Linked DNA regions of Sus scrofa: region 2 is linked to region 1. The links are chromatin contacts, called in public HiChIP or PLAC-seq maps. All regions are on one chromosome and are shown on one strand. Each heading gives the region's core, a stretch centred on a gene start, on an enhancer-like site or on the middle of the called end of the contact. The rest is flanking DNA. Distances are from core to core; before and after follow the strand shown. Region 1 overlaps LOC102159394 (a long non-coding RNA gene). Region 2 overlaps LOC110259422 (a long non-coding RNA gene).

Region 1 (3,589 bases), core at 674-3,173:
TAAGTATATGCTTTTTTATTTTAATTTATACCACAAAGATTTCAGACAGTGTAAATGGGATTCCAATTCCTATAAGAAATTGTTGAGATTCAGGAATCATGAACCATGCCTAAGTTCTTGGAAACTATGTGTCTGCTATGGTGGCTGTTGGCTCCTGTGAATGGAAAAAAGTGCCACAGAGAATTTCAACCAACATGAAGCAACTGTTCCAAAGAATGTGGCTTAAGATTTTCAAAGACCAGTCAGACAGTTAAAGCATGCAGCTGTACTAGAAGGTGACCAAGAATAAGAATAGATGAATCAAATAACAAATGCATTACAAGACAGGTTTGAATTGCCAGGACTAAGTTAAGTTTTTTGTAGTTTTACCTGAAGAGCATTCATATTTCAAAAGAAACTAAATTAAAATAATATAAACAAACGGAATAAATTTCAAAAATGAGCAGCGGTAAATAAAATGGTAAATAAATCCTGTCCCAAGTCAGAAGTTATCCTGACAATGGGAAATACCTAAATCCTATATGTTCTTTTGAGGATAACACATATGATAATTTTAAATCACACTAAAATTCAACTACAAAATTCTCCCAGAATAAATTAGCTTCCAAAAATCAAACATTTTCAGAGAGCCTATAAAAAAAAGATAAGTGTGAAGTGTAGGCCTTCTGTGGAATCACCAAAATCTCTCAGCTCTTTATTCTTCTTTCTAAAAAGTTTCCCTGCCGAAATATAATTTAGAGAACATGAAGAAAATAAATGTAAGATGAGCCAAAAAAAAGTATGAGGCCTGAAACTACAATGACAATTTAGGGAATATAAATGTTATTAAACTTCAACTCATTTCTTCCTGGTGAATGCAACCCATCATCTTCAAAGGAAATAGGGCTTGACCAATGCCGTTGTGAATTACTTATACAAATTAAATATGCCACTTCTACTGAAAACTTTAGGTCAGCAGCAGATGTTGGTAAATTCCTACAGAAATGCATGCCCAGAGAACGTTTTTTTTTTTCTTTTTTTTTTAAATGGCAGAAATCTGCTAGCTATTCCTGCCTTATCTGCAACAGCTGAGCAATCTTTCAGTGCCACGCGGAGACGGAAAACTTGGCTCAGATATAGCGTGGACAAGCTTGCCTTAATCACATTGCTCTTTTACATGTGCACAAGGACATCAACATTGACAGTACAGAGTAAAGCAGCCATTTGCTGAAAACAACTGTCAACGTTGTCAAGTTTTTGGAACCTCTTATAATGTGATTTGTATGACAAATCTTGTGGCATTTTGTTTGTCAGCAACAGTAGTGAATTTCCATGTATCTGGGAAGGCAGGAGAACTGTTCAGAAGTGGATTCGGTTTCTTTACACAGACTGCGTTAAAGGAAAACAGTTATTAATTTTTAAATGACAGATTTCAAATAGATCCAGAATTTTAAAAGTGGAATTTCGTTAAAAAAAAAAAAAAAAAAAACACAAGTCGATTTCCCCCCTTCCACTCAAACCTTGAAAAACTGCAATAGTAGTTCAATTTTCTTTTGTTGCACTCCAGGTTTTGAAAACTGTTACTGTAAAAATATTAATATTTTCTGAGACTGGGATCTGTGGCAATAATTACTAGGGTGTGCTTGAAGTGACAACAGTGAGTTCAGTCCTCTCCTCCAAAGAATTAGGTGCGCACTGCCATGCAGCTCTTGAAAACGGATGTAGCAAGTTACAGCTAACCTAGCACACACACCGGTGTTATTCAACAATGTGCCTATTAAGAGACGATTACAGAGATCTTATGGTTCATTAGTTTCTCAACATTTCCTTCACTCCTACTCTGAGCTGTGTTTTTCATACCGCTCTTCCTTAATGTGCTTCACACGTTTGTCCTCGGCCAAGGTCTTCCCCCGTGTGGGTGGAATCCGCTTGGACAGGCCGCATGACAGACAGCACAGCCTCCCTTCCTGCACCTGCTCTGAAATGCCCTTGGGTGTGTGAGATCAGTGTAGCCACCCAGACAGGAAAATCTCAGGTTCTGCCCATTTGCACGACTTAACAGTTCCGTCAGAACAGATCTAATGAGGGAATCTTTTCTGGGCTTCCTCTCATGTGGATCTGGTTAGAAAAGTCCAGAAAAGACATCCTCTCACCCTGTTATGATCCTTTTCCCCCCTCCTCAAAAGATGCTGAACATATTGCCTAGAACCATCTTCATAAATATTAGCTATTCAATAGCTTTTTTAATTGAATTGAATTGAAATGAACAAAACAGAGACAGTTAAAGAAAGAATGCTTCAAATTCCATGATACCCAGTTCTCCCTCCTGTTTTCCTTCCCTTTATTTTTCTGGAAAAGTACTGGATGAGGTGCCTAGAGCAGCAATAGAAATATAACACAAGCCATAAATGCAAGTCACATAGGTAATTTTAAATTTTCCAGTACCCATATTAAAAAGTAAGTAGAGGAGTTCCCTTGTGGTGCAATGAGTTAAAGACCTGGCAATCACTGCAGAGGCCTAGGTTGACACTGTGGTATGGATTCAATTCATGGCCCAGGAACTTCCACATGGCATAGGCAAGCCAAACAAACAAACAAACAAACAAAAAAACCAAAAAAGAAAAAGTAAATGGAAACAGATGAAATAATCTTAATAAATTTATATTTAACCCAGTACATCCATAATGTTCTGTAAAATATTTCTGTTTTAACTCACAACATAGAAAACAAACATACAGTTACCAAAGGAGAAAGGTGCATGGGGGGGAAATAAATTATGTTTGGGATTAATATACACACAATACTATATATAAAATAATCAACAGGGAACTACTGGAGAGCACAAGGAAATCTATTCAATATTATATAAAAATTTATATGGTAGGAGTTCCCATCGTGGCTCAGTGGTTAACGAATCCAACTAGGAACCATGAGGTTGCGGGTTCAATCCCTGGCCTTGCTCAGAGGGTTAAGGATCTGGCATTGCCATGAGCTGTGGTGTAGGTTTGCTATTTCCTCTTTCATTCCCCAGATATCCCTCACTCTTTCCTTTTTCCTTTATTTTTTTTATTTTTTTTATTTTTTTTGCTGGTTGCTAGTTAAAAATCTTACAGGGAAAGGCTCAATGTGTTCTATGGTTTAAAAAACTACTCTGAAATGCTTAAGGTATCAGTCTTTTCCCACCCAATAGCAGTTTATCTTCATGTAATCCTACACTTGGGATAATATCAACAGCTTCCTTTTCTGAATGGCCACTATTTCTAAAAGACACATTCCATGGGTCTGGTACCCTTCTTCCACCTTCTAGCTGGGCTTTGATACTTCCAGACTAGAGCTTAGCTGAGTGTCAAAGATAATAATGTAGAGGTAAAAAGGCAGGACCTCTGTACCAAAATTTATTTTAAACATCTAGTTTATCCTCTATTTATAAAAACAGTTAAAATTGAAAGTTACACATGTGGTTGAAATTCAATTACTTTTTTTTAGTCCAACTTAAAGGTGTTCACAGGAAAACGGGGATCTAGAGTGGAAAATGAGGAGTTTTATGAAAGCAACCACCCTTTCTAGTTCAAGTGTCTTTTCATCTTTAAGTTTTCCTAAAAGAATTTTT
Region 2 (3,589 bases), core at 343-2,842, 490 kb before region 1:
AAAAAAAAAATACAAGAACTTGGAGTTCCCATTGTGGCTCAGCGGAAACAAATCTGACTAGTATTCATAGGTTTGATCCCTGGCCTTGCTCAGTGGGCTAAGGATCCAGTGTTGCCTTGAGCTGTGGTGTAGGTTGCAGATGAGGCTCAGATCCCTGAGTTGCTATGGCTGTGGTGTAGGCCAGCAGCTACAGTTCTGATTTGACCCCTAGCTTGGGAACCTCCATATGGCATGGGTGGCCTTAAAAAGATGACAAAAAAAAAATGCAAGAACTGGTTGTTATGTGTTGTAAGAAAGACATACTGCACATTGCATTTTCCAAAAATGGCTACAACTGCAGTTTCCAATCTCACATGCTCCGATGAGGGGTAACCTTACTACTTCCCATCAAGTTATGGAGAGTCTTCTCCTTCCTGTGGAATCTGGGCTGGCCTTAGTGACTCCTAAATCCAGTAACATGAGATTGGAAGGATACTTCATGACTTCTAAGACTGGATCAGGGAGGCTTGCAGCTTCTACCTTGGCCTCTTAGACCACTCATCCTCTGGCTGTTCCAATTGCTCTCTTTTGCATGTATATGTGTGTGTGTGTGTGTGTGTGTGTGTGTGTGTGTGTGTGTGTGGCTATAAGTGTATGTAAAAATATATGTGAATAACCTTACAAACCATAGCACTTAATTTATCTCCATCTCCATATCAAGAATTTCATAAAACACTGAAATAAGTATTAAAGGACTAGTAATATTCAGCATATATCTATTAAGATTCTTTGTAAAGTGAATGGAACATTTGTTTATATCAGTATTTTCTTTAATATTGTATTGCCTAGTGCAAAGCACAATAATATCTTTAATTATATGTTTCTTCAAATGGTAAGATCAATCATTAATTAAATGTCATTCACCTTTGCTTTAAATGGCTTCTTGGCTCTGAACACATGCTAAAATGAAGTTTTTGACGCTTCTATTTCTATTTTTCTTTTACTACAAAGAAGTCAGACTAATAGGAACCTTTAGCTGATGGGAAATAAGTCAAGCCCTGGAGGTAGTTAACATTCAAATTAAAATAACAATTTGGCAATTGATCTGCCATTAGGAAAAAAAAAAATAGACAGGCAAAAACCCAGGGCCTAGAAACAAATTTGTCTTTCTTAAATGCTCAGTTTCAAGTGTGTCTGGTTTCTAGCCCAGTTTGTATCAAAAGGGATCAATTTTTCCCCCTTTTCCCTGTTCTACTTTTGCACTGGTATTGTCTGAATCCCAGAGTGAGCAGCAATACATCATCTTGCTTCAACATCTGCTAGAGCCCCCTCTCCTCCTAATCTGCCCAGATCCCCAAAGCCTTTTCCACCTGCTATAGAGCCAAATGCTCATTATAGCACACAGCTACGCCCTTCAATGTCCTTCCTCCCAGATCCTCAAGGTTAACGTGGAACAATGACTATTATTAAGTGGGGGCTTTAGGAATAGAAAAGCAGACCAGGCAAGGAGAAAGGGGGAGGGGCTGTGGAAGCACTGGGTAGGATGCCAGGAGAGCTGGCAGGAAAGAGCTGCTAGAAAGCTGTGGCCAATTTTCCAGTCGAAACATGAGTCACTGAACAGAGATGCCCTAGAAATAAATAGCTTCCCTGTTCATTACCCGGTACAAGCAGAGACCACACCCTCCAGTGGTTTTCTGTTAGGGCACTTTGGGTTATGGCTTTGAGCAGCTAGTGGAGACAGTGAGATAAAAATGGCCAGTTTTGAGGAGGCTGGCACATCTAGAAGTTGTGTTTACTGCTTAGCCAACTGTAAATTGTAAGCAATTGGAAGTTGTTCTGCCCCCTCTTCTTTTTTTTTCTTCAAACTACCAACCTGTTCCTTCTGCTTGCATCGTCAGACCAGCCACCAATGGAAAGTTTGAAGCTTATTGGATTAGGCTGCTTAGAAAACAGAGAAAGTCAGAAATCTGAGACTCTGCATTCATCTGTATATATTATCATGAGACCTTAAAAAATACAGAAAGGAATCTAATCGGCTCGTGGTGGCGGGAGGAGAGGCCACTTTAAGTTTCCTGCCTTCAGCAGCTGTGTACCTCACTCCCAGATGCCATGCTTGGTGCAATTTCCTTTTAGTTTTTTAGGAGATATTTTAAGAAGTTTAAGTGCTGTTTACTCAGTGACATTCATAGGGATGATCTTGATAAACCACATGAATGCTGGCTGGCCTCTGGCAGGCATGGCCAGCTCTGCCCTAGACATACTCTCCTGTTAATGGACCTTTGGGCAACGTCTCCAGTCAGGATCAACTCACTCTTGTTGCCCTTCAGTTCCTGGAAAAAGTAGAAAACCACAGATTTCCACAAGGGCTACCTAGTAAAATTCTCTTGCCTCCACAATCCTGAGCCCCAAGGAAGTGTGTCACTATCCTATAGCCACGCAATGTGCTGATCTAAATCAGGCACAAGCCACCCAGTTCTATGACTGCTCCCGCCAAGAGACTGGAGGGGTTGAATGAGCTCTCATTAATAAAAACAGTTTAGTGTAAAACTGCCTGGGATCCATGGAGTAGGTGTTTCTGACTTGCTCTAGGAAATGACAGAGCACCTAAACTGTCAGACTTACACTTAGAAGATGATTATACTTCCTTTTTCTTTTTCTTTTTCTTTTTAAATTAAGTTTGAAAGTTACCACTCATTTTGGAGAGACAGCTTTAAAAAAAAACTAATCAGAAAGAACAAAGATACTGTGAGGGTTAAAAATTCCTCATTTTCACTTGGATTAATCAAGACACTAGATCTTCATTGTGGGTTCCGCAGGATAGAAGAGTAACCAGAGGTGAATGAGATGATGGGCATGTCAGAAAAATAAGTTTTCAACAGCTTTCTTGAGATATCAATGGCATAAAAATTGTACATATTTAAGGTGTACAAATTGATGTTTTGATATACATATACATAGTGAAATGAGCATTACAATCAAGCTAATTAACATGTCCATCACCTCTTGTGTGGGTGTGGTAAGAAGACTTCATTTAAAATCTATCTTCTTAGCCAATTTCACTGTATAATATAGTATTGTTAACTGTAATCACCATGCTGTAGAGTGGACCTTTTTCATCTTGCACAACTCAGACTATGTACCCTTTGCTGACACCACCCCCTTTTCCCTCCCCATAGGACCTTGGCAATCACTGTCTTACCCTGTTTCTATGAGTTTGACTATTTTAGATTTTGTACATAGAAGATTTGTCTTTCTATGTCTTGCTCATTTCACCTGGCACAATGTTTTCCAGCTTAATCCATGTTGAAAATGACAGGATTCCAGAATTTCATTCTTTTTAAAAACTAAATAGTATTTCAGTGTGTGTAAATGTGTGTGTGTGTATTTATACATATATTTATATATATCACAGTTTCTTTATCCATACATCCAATGAAGGACATTTTGACATTTATGTTGTTTCCATATGTTGGATATTGTGAATAATGCTGCAATGAACATAATTTAGAAAGTGTAAAATCTAAACCTTATCCTAGACATTATATATATTTATTACCTTCTACCCCTACTGCTTTACAGTCTCCAATTCAAGACTTAGAGGTAGTGAGTA

Evidence for each region. HiChIP or PLAC-seq counts read pairs in DNA pulled down with a chosen protein or histone mark.
Region 2: a contact with region 1 is called in an H3K27ac HiChIP or PLAC-seq map of skeletal muscle, with 5 times the contacts expected there. The contact joins two enhancer-like sites. A contact is called at or near these places in 2 of 47 Hi-C or Micro-C datasets (epiblast stem cells and psoas muscle) and 1 of 2 datasets of contacts at active chromatin or transcription factors (skeletal muscle).

Annotation. Positions count from the first base shown.
Region 1 is chr2:96,319,290-96,322,878 of Sscrofa11.1, reverse strand. All of the region lies in intron 3 of LOC102159394 (a long non-coding RNA gene), which reads right to left. Among named protein-coding and RNA genes, the nearest start is that of MEF2C, 100 kb to the right of the region's middle. Within about 2 kb of position 1,923, at least 2 of the 83 cell types and tissues checked have an H3K27ac peak or open chromatin away from gene starts, as enhancers often do. A contact at or near this core is called in skeletal muscle, where this site is marked.
Region 2 is chr2:96,805,759-96,809,347 of Sscrofa11.1, reverse strand. All of the region lies in intron 4 of LOC110259422 (a long non-coding RNA gene), which reads left to right. Among named protein-coding and RNA genes, the nearest start is that of MEF2C, 590 kb to the right of the region's middle. Within about 2 kb of position 1,592, at least 16 of the 83 cell types and tissues checked have an H3K27ac peak or open chromatin away from gene starts, as enhancers often do. A contact at or near this core is called in skeletal muscle, where this site is marked.